3 separate regions of the Mus musculus genome follow, and all the other regions are linked to region 1. A link is a contact called in public Hi-C and HiChIP or PLAC-seq data. All regions are on one chromosome and are shown on one strand. Each heading gives the region's core, a stretch centred on a gene start, on an enhancer-like site or on the middle of the called end of the contact. The rest is flanking DNA. Distances are from core to core; before and after follow the strand shown. Region 1 overlaps Akap7 (A kinase (PRKA) anchor protein 7). Region 2 has its middle 4.5 kb from the start of Gm51762. Region 3 overlaps Gm47715 (a long non-coding RNA gene).

Evidence for each region. A called contact is a pair of places that touch in the nucleus more often than the background predicts. HiChIP or PLAC-seq counts read pairs in DNA pulled down with a chosen protein or histone mark.
Region 2: a contact with region 1 is called in a Hi-C map of cerebellum, with 1.8 times the contacts expected there. The contact joins two enhancer-like sites. A contact is called at or near these places in 1 of 15 datasets of contacts at CTCF or cohesin (CD8 T cells), 11 of 484 Hi-C or Micro-C datasets (8-cell embryo, the G1E-ER4 cell line, the HPC-7 cell line and 7 more), 6 of 115 datasets of contacts at active chromatin or transcription factors (craniofacial prominence, embryonic stem cells, neural tube and 1 more) and 4 of 9 other capture datasets (adipose tissue, embryonic stem cells, liver and 1 more).
Region 3: a contact with region 1 is called in an H3K27ac HiChIP or PLAC-seq map of neural progenitor cells, with 7 times the contacts expected there. The contact joins two enhancer-like sites. A contact is called at or near these places in 3 of 15 datasets of contacts at CTCF or cohesin (the NIH/3T3 cell line, large pre-B cells and pro-B cells), 10 of 484 Hi-C or Micro-C datasets (the G1E-ER4 cell line, bone marrow-derived macrophages, cerebellar granule neurons and 6 more), 11 of 115 datasets of contacts at active chromatin or transcription factors (astrocytes, embryonic basal ganglia, embryonic stem cells and 3 more) and 2 of 9 other capture datasets (embryonic stem cells and liver).

Annotation. Positions count from the first base shown.
Region 1 is chr10:25,218,181-25,220,880 of GRCm38.p6, forward strand. It overlaps Akap7 (A kinase (PRKA) anchor protein 7), which reads right to left. Exons shown (of 8, transcript NM_001379238.1): 7 at 2,431-2,578. Among named protein-coding and RNA genes, the nearest start is that of Gm25016, 47 kb to the right of the region's middle. Within about 2 kb of position 1,376, at least 17 of the 459 cell types and tissues checked have an H3K27ac peak or open chromatin away from gene starts, as enhancers often do. A contact at or near this core is called in cerebellar granule neurons, cerebellum, neural progenitor cells and 2 more, where this site is marked.
Region 2 is chr10:25,081,817-25,084,516 of GRCm38.p6, forward strand. No RefSeq gene overlaps it. Among named protein-coding and RNA genes, the nearest start is that of Gm51762, 4.5 kb to the right of the region's middle. Within about 2 kb of position 1,310, at least 24 of the 459 cell types and tissues checked have an H3K27ac peak or open chromatin away from gene starts, as enhancers often do. A contact at or near this core is called in cerebellar granule neurons and cerebellum, where this site is marked.
Region 3 is chr10:25,022,747-25,025,446 of GRCm38.p6, forward strand. The region is part of intron 2 of Gm47715 (a long non-coding RNA gene); the gene reads left to right. Among named protein-coding and RNA genes, the nearest start is that of Gm47715, 24 kb to the left of the region's middle. Within about 2 kb of position 1,320, at least 52 of the 459 cell types and tissues checked have an H3K27ac peak or open chromatin away from gene starts, as enhancers often do. A contact at or near this core is called in cerebellar granule neurons, cerebellum, neural progenitor cells and 2 more, where this site is marked.

The DNA of each region.
Region 1 (2,700 bases), core at 126-2,625:
GCCATTCTTTCTAAAGCAGTGGTTCTCAACCAGTGGGTCATGGATTCCTTAGGGGTCTAACCACCCTTTCATGGGGGGGACACTCAAGACCATCAGAAAACATAGGCTTTTACATTATGATTCATAATAAATAGTAGCAGAATTGCAGTTATAAATAATGGTGGTGGGGGCTCACCACAACATGAGGAACTGAATTAAGAGTCACAGCAATAGGAAGGATGAGAGCCACTGTCCAAAAGGTCACATAGTGTTCGCAAGTGGTGCCACCAGCTGGGGATCAGGTATTCAAACACACACACATACACACACACACACACACACACACACACACACACCCCAATAAGAGACTTTTATCTTCAAACTATAATAAGTGCTCAAATTATGAAACAAATCATCAAAGCTCTTTGTTAATCAAATACAGAAGGTAGGGCTGCCAATGTGTAATCTCTAGTACACACTTACCAAGCTGGAGGAATAGCCAAAGATCTTTAGCGCAATAATATATTCCTAAAATCCAATCCCTGCTTCACAGTTTTAACGCCCAGATTTCCATGCTACTCTTTATCTGAATAGCAATGATGCTATAGAGATGCATAGCAGATCTGGGCTGGGAAGATCTAAGTGTGCTAAGTAGCAAGTATGAAGACCTTACTTGCAACTCCCAACACCCACCAGAAAGCCAGACGTGGTAGAGAGCGTCTGCAAACCCAGCTGCGGAAGGAGACACAGGAGGATCCAGGTGGGTCGCTCAGCAGCCACTCTACAACCAGTGAGCTCCAGCCTCACACTGCCTCAAAAACAGGGTGGAGAGTAACAGAGGAGAGACCCAGGCCTCTATGCAGGCATAGACGCAAAGAAAAGGGGGCAACTCCAGTTTAGATTACACTTAATTATAATAAATTACGTTAGAAGGAGGCATCATTTTAAAAGTCATATTGTCATAATTAAACGAGATAGGTAGAAAAAAATAAAGTATCCGTAATAAACAAAATACAGTTTAAATGTTAAATGGTACAAAAAAATCAGAATTGGTCAGGGCAGATGAAACGGTCACTCTGCAGTAGAAGATGGAGGATGGATAAACACTCTCTACAGTGGAGGAAATGTGATGACCAGCCTGCAAAAGAACAGGAATGCAGAAAACCTGCTGGAGCTGGTGGAACAGAGCCCCCTGCTGGCCACTGGTCGGATGTACACAATAGGTTTTATAATGCAAATTTCAGGATCTTCCATAAAATCCGACCTTTTCATTGTCTTAATCAGCTGGAAGCGAATGAAGCTCCACACCCCCTTTTGAGGTTGCTCTAACCTAGTTACAGTGGAACCTGGAAAACTCGCCAAAATCCACACTGCACAGAGGATCTGCATCGCCCCTCTGTGTGAAAGTCAGCTGAACCTGACAGAAGAGGGCCCCTGCTCGGGTTCTGAAAGCATGAACATCCTCCTTGAAATAGGAGGAGGGTTTCAGATGTGAAACTCAAAACTCAAACTCCACTTTAAATCTTCAGTTTAAAACGGACCTTTGGGGTGATGATGTCTGTCACACTCTGTAACGAGGACTCGAAAATAAAATTGCCTCTTGAACATTTTTTTAAAAACCTTCGATAAACTTCAGTTATATGATGGTTCTTTTAGGATACAAATAGATCCTTTTAATTGAGATGGTGAGAAATCACTTTGGCCGAAGAACTTGAAATATTTACAAATGTGTATATATATATATATCTTCATGTTACTTTAAAGGCATGTAAATCAGGTTGTCTTCAAGTTCACTTCTTGGCAGTGGTGTCTCGCTAGAAACAGTACAGCTGAGTCCCACAGGGCAGGCTCCTGCGAAACGTACCCACCTTCCAGAAGGCAGGTGATGGCAGCTGCCTGCTTAAGGGAAGTTTCTTCCTGTGTACACACTTTCCTCCTGGGAACTAACGGGTTGGTCTCATCGAACCCTGCAGGAGCCTTCACGCATGAGCACCGAGCCATCTCTGTGTGGGTCTTGGCTTCCCCTCAAGTATGTTTTCTTTAGAGAAGCAACAAAGTCTTGACTGTCACAGGCCACCTATACTTCTTCTTCCCGTAGTGAAATTTCCGGAGCCGGTCACTAGCCATTATTAATAGCAGCTACCATGCTAAGGCCAGCTGGGGAGCAGTGTGGCCACGTGATGCGCCCTGAAGAATGTGTTTTCTTTATGCCCATGAAATAAAATTAAACTGGAACAAATTTCCATGGACATTTCAAGACCTAAGAGGCGGAGAGAAAAGTTCTCTCCACTTTTTCCGCTGCGGTGTTACAAAACAGCAACAACCACAAAGCAAACAAACAAAACCTGCAGTGAATTGAAAAGTACACAAGTAACCTGAAATATTTATTTTAGAAGTGATGTCAAGAAATAATGAATAACTGTACTGAACGATGTTCTCAACAGAACTCACCGATCACGATGGAAGACTCACAGTGGTAATAACCATTGCTCTGTTTTTTCTTCAGCATGGAGCAGAGATCTATCTGGTACAATAGTTCTTCTCCAAATCTGTGGTCGATAAATTGTTCATACAATCCAGGCTCGATTTTTCTCACTCCCTTGAAAGGACAAAACAAATCCATGTCAGGCACTCATTTCACTGGGCAGCCAGATCATACGTCTATCAATCTTTCAGAACCTGATAGTACATTTTGGATTCAGAACTGCCTCCCAGCACTTG
Region 2 (2,700 bases), core at 60-2,559, 140 kb before region 1:
GTATAAACTTTACCAAAAACAAAACCAGAATGAAACAGAAACAAATTATGTAGTTGGTGGATTTTGCTCTGTGAGGCCGTGTACGTTCAGATTGTATTGGCATACTCCTTAATTTGTGTCTAGAAAAATAATGTAATGTGAGTAACACATCCCAGCCTCACAAAGCCAGATCTCCAGGCTGCTTTGGCCTCACGTGTCGGCTCATCATCTCTGTGCTTTGGTCCACTCACGTGGAGCAGCCCCTCTCCTTCTAGGCCATGGACTCTGTTCAAGCCTCAGTACTCCGTTTCCTAGACCAGGCTAACCCTACGTATTCTGAAAACTTTATCTGAGTCCTTGGATCCCCTTCCAGTGCAGATCTGTGCCTGGCCTTGGCTCTTTCCGATACTTTATCCTTAGGCAGTGACATGACCTTGGTTGTTCTGTTTGCTTCTTTGCTCTTAATATAACTTAATATATCAATATCACTTCCTTTCATAAAGATGTTCATATTGGATAATGCTGTACAATTTATTTTAATATCCTCTACAGTCTAAACAAAAACTTGTCCATAACCTAATTTTAAAATAAGGTTTTCTTTTAAAGTTACTTACATGATGTAAGGATAATTTGATTCCACTAGATGCTTGCTCTAACCCATTGCTGATATATGCTTATTGCTTTAGGACCAAGACAGACACTGAAAACTCACTGCATGGTCCAGAAACTGAGCCAGGCTCTGGTCTTGCTCCCAACCACATTTTCCCTGGCTCTCTGTGCCCAACTGCATTTATCTTGTTCTCCAAAGGTTACATATAATCCCTATAGTAAGCAGACATCAAATCAACCCTGTACCTCTTTCCTTTTCCCCTACTTCACAGCTCTCAACTCAGTCCTCCCTCAGGTCAGGCTTTTCTCTGACTTTTTGGCTGAGCTGACTCATTGACAAAAGGGCCTCCATGGTTTCTAACATCCCTCCTTAGGGTCTTGTGTTTCAAATTTCCTGTGAGTGATTTTTCTGACTAAAATCATTAAATCCAGTGGGGGGTGGAGACCCAGTCTACTTCGACTTTTCATGATGAATATCCTAATCATCTAGATCCATTAAACATATTTGTTGAGTAGGCTGAGAATTTAATCACTACCTTGCACGTACCTTGGATCGTATCCATAGATACAGCTATGTTAGATTCAGGGGATAAAAAACAAACTCTGGTTATCTGGGCAGCACTGTTCCTGCTGAGAAAATGATTAACCTGAGCGGTAGCTGAGCAGCAGGGACAAACACGGCTCTCTCACAGTCAACAGATATTCTCACAGCGTGCCGTCACACTCCTCCTATTTGGAAAATGAGATCCATGTGGTTGCCCAAGAAGGCAGAGTGTGATGGAGAGAAACCAAGAGGCGTTGAGAATGGCAGCTGACAATGTCTGAACCCTGTTCCCGGCATCCTCCTGCTGGGCTCTATGTGAGCCGGTCACAGCTTCTCCTGAAGCATCAGTCCTCTTCTGTGCATGAAGCTGGCACTTTTCGGTTCCCTGCCAACTTCAGGGAATCACTAGGCTGACCGAGACTCCAGGATGTCTTTTGGTGACTTAGGGCAGTAACCTGTGGACTGAGTTTATGTTGGCCTTCAACAGCTGAGAACTTTACTTCAAGTAGAAATGAAAAAGAAGTGTCTTAAATAAATCCAGCTGTTTGTTTCAGCTCTCATTTCTTTTTTTTTTTTTTTTAATGAATTGAGTCAAACCTACTGATTTTTTTGGAAAACTAAGAGGGCTACAGATGTATACAGCCAGGGGAACTGACAGGAATTCAGTCAAGTGGTCAAAATGGCACTGCAGAGTAGGAGCTCCCATCCGCTCAGATTTTAATAGGGAAACATGGAAGCTTGTCAGCCAACCCAAGAGGGAATGGGGGTAATTTTGCTGCTTTGATTGAGCAAGTGGCCCATTAGAAACTGGATGCACAAAACCCTCAGAGGGAACGTCTCTTTGCTCATTACTCTCCCATGTTTTCAGTTTTGTCTCCGGACAAATAGACAGACAGATAGATAGATAGATAGATAGATAGATAGATAGATAGATAGATAGATAGATAGATAGATATAAAAAATTTAAAAAGTAAAGTTCCTTGTTCACATACCACCACAGTACAGATTTCTAACATACACAGCATTCCCCTCACGAAAGCCAGGATCCTGGTTTTAAATAAACATTGTCTTCACTCTGAATGTCAAGAAAGACCTCCATATAACTTTCCTGCTTCTTGTGCTTCTTTATATCATGGTCTGTTGACAATGACAGTCTTTGCTGGGACTTGTTGGGGGTAAGGAAAATGAGGACATTTTGGTTAAAGGATATTTTATTTAGACAGGAGGAATAATTTAGTCATTTCACAGTGTCTTTAGTTAATAACAATGTCGCCTCTACTTTACGACTGCAAAGAGAATAGATTTAGATTTATTTTATTTTATGTGCATGGAATATTTTACCTGCATTGTATGTCTATGCACTACATACATGCAGTGCCTCCAGAGGTCAGAAAAAGGCATCACATCCCCTGGGAATGGAGTTACAGAGGGCTGTGAGCCAGCATATGGGTGCTGGGATCTAGGATAGGAACCTGAGACCTCTGGGAGAGCAGCCAGTGCTCTCAGCCACTGAACCATCTCACCAGCCTTTAAGAACAAAGTTTAAGTGTTTCCATGACACACACACA
Region 3 (2,700 bases), core at 70-2,569, 200 kb before region 1:
TGAGTATCTTTCTCCGTCAGCTTATAAAGAAAAATAAAATTCACAAAAGTCACAGTGAACTCGTACACAGGTGAAGGAAGTGCTGCCCAGTGCTCAGCTCTGACTCAAGCCATTTTGGGCATAGCAGTTTATATTGACCTTTAACTTGATGGGTCCTACAAAAGGCTTTGTGGAGTTTCTTAAGATTAATGACCCTCATACAAAACACACAGAAAATAACAGATTATGTGATCAGGATGACCCTGCTCTGAGTCAAGTTATTCTTCTGTGTCAGTGACTGGCAGGCATATTATAGCAACAATATGAAATAGCTACGCAGGCATGGAACAAAATGGCTACAGCTATGCTGGGGTACCGAGGTTAGACCTCAATAGATTCCACGTTCATTTTTGTTTCCTTCCAGTCTCTTCTGTTTTCTGCTTCCCAGTGCTGCTCATTAACTGGCCAGTGTCATAAGAGGTCAATCTGAAGGAATATGGGGCTCACGACAGTGACCTCCTTTGTCCAGATGTTCTGGGAGCTTGCTGGTGCTTTCCAATAGATACTTAGTAATATGTTATTTGGTGTTACTAATTGTTCTTGGCAGGGATGCTGGTGAGCAGAAAGCTGGCAGAGCACTTTTTAAAAGTCTGTTGCAGTGTATTGTGATACTTTTATGCAAATACAAATGTTCTGGTATTGGCAAATGAGACTTTTTGTGGTAAAACAGAAGAAAGAAATTTACATTGCACCCCAAGATAAGCATAATGATTTGATCTTCATTTAGGAGGTATGTGTTGGGGGTGGGGGAAAGACTTGTTATTGGTAACAGAAAAAAATTCCCATTAATTTCTGCTCACTTTTATAGTAGTGTTGATGTCTAATTGGCTTGCTTCAGGACACTAGCTGTAATGCTCCTAAAAATAAGGATTACGTCAGTCTAGAGGCAGACAGAGCCTCCTCACCGGGTGCCAGCTCCATTCTTGATTACTGGACACATTTACCTCCTCGGTGGCATGGGCCTTCAGGCATGATTCTGAGCCACATTGAACGTTAAAACCAAGCAGAAGGAATGGCCTGAATTTACCCAGTTCAAAGCAATAGCTGCTACCTCATTGCAAACTAACACGGTCCCAAGGAAATGCCCTACTAAAGTTTTTCTTGAGATTTTCTGTCCCCAACACCACCACCACATGTGCTTTTTATCTCTGTCAACTAACTTCCTTCTAACTATTTGTTCCACTAAAGTGACAGAATTGGGTCATTCCAAGGCCGGAGCGGAAGATAAAACTGCTCTTGTGCCAGCCATGCTGGAGAAGTCTTTGAAGCCCAGGTGCTTTCAATAGAACAGAATTAACATTCAAGGCTGCACTTGGCCAGACCAAGTGCCTCTTTCAGGGAGTGGTTTGGGGGTGTTTATTTATAGCTCTCTTTGAAAAGAGTAGTGTCCATTTTTGATGGAATAAAAAAAGGGGGTCTCCGGTCTCTTTCCAACCTTTTTGTTTTTCTGATCAGTACTCTAAATTAACATTTCTAAATTAACATTGATTCCCAATTAAGCAGCAAGTGAACATTTACATTTCAAGAGCTGGGACAAGATTGTTTAGGAGAGTGGCATTAAGTATAATCTATTTTATTTAATACAGTACACTCTTATTGGATCCTTAGAATGCCCAAGTCATTTTCAGAAGGGTTTGAAGGATGCAAAAATAAATAAAATAGTTCTTCATGACAAAGATCTGGTAAGATAATGACATGAGATCCGCTGTGTAGAGGTGAATTGTAGAAACCAAGGTTACAGTAAAGATAGGAAACTTGATGTTTTTATTAACAACAGAAAGAGTGTTCAAGAGAAACGCAGGATTTAAAGGCTGAAGCTTAAAGGATAGTTAAGTTTTGCAAATTTATTTTAAAGGCCATTTAACTATTAAATAGTTTCTGACGCTTTCAGAAAATGTAACTGACCCTCACCCTCCACAGCAGACTCCTGTACACTACTGCTCCCTGAACATCTCTGCTATGTAAAGCTTAGTTCTTGGTACATAACGACTCCATCTAATCTAACCAGAGAATCTTTAAAGGTCTTCAAAGGCACATTAGCTAATTTTCTGCTGCTGCAATGAAACACTAGGATTCTGGAATCTAAAGTGTGTTTGAACTCACGATTCCAGGGGGGTGAGTCCATGATGGTGGAGAGGCATGGTAGCAGGTAGGCATGGCATCGGGTAGGCGTGGTAGCAGGTGGGTGTGGTAGCAGGTGTGCGTGGCAGCAGAAAGAAGCTGAAAGATCCCTTGCTTTAATCCAAAGCACAAAGCAGAGAGAGAAAGAACTAGAAAGCAAAGCTATCCACTCTCAAAACTCAACCCCAGTGGCACACTTTCTCCAGTAAGTCCACACCTCCTAAACCTCCCCCAGACTTCCACCAGCTCCGGACCAAGTGTTCAAATGTTTGAGCCTATAAGGAACAGGCCATTCAAGCCCTGTTACTGGGTCAGCATTCGTCCTACAAGAGTAAGCATTTATAAGCATTTGTTCCCTGTCGTTTCGTAGTTGTTACTGGTTGGAGCCCCTAGGAACTGAGTTGGAGTCATTATACACTGGAGTCGTGAGTTAAAATGAGACAGAAAAAAAAAAGGGACATTATTATTATGAAAATTTGAAACATTTCAAAAAACAGAATGAACAATATACCAAACCCCATGTATGCACACCCCACCTCT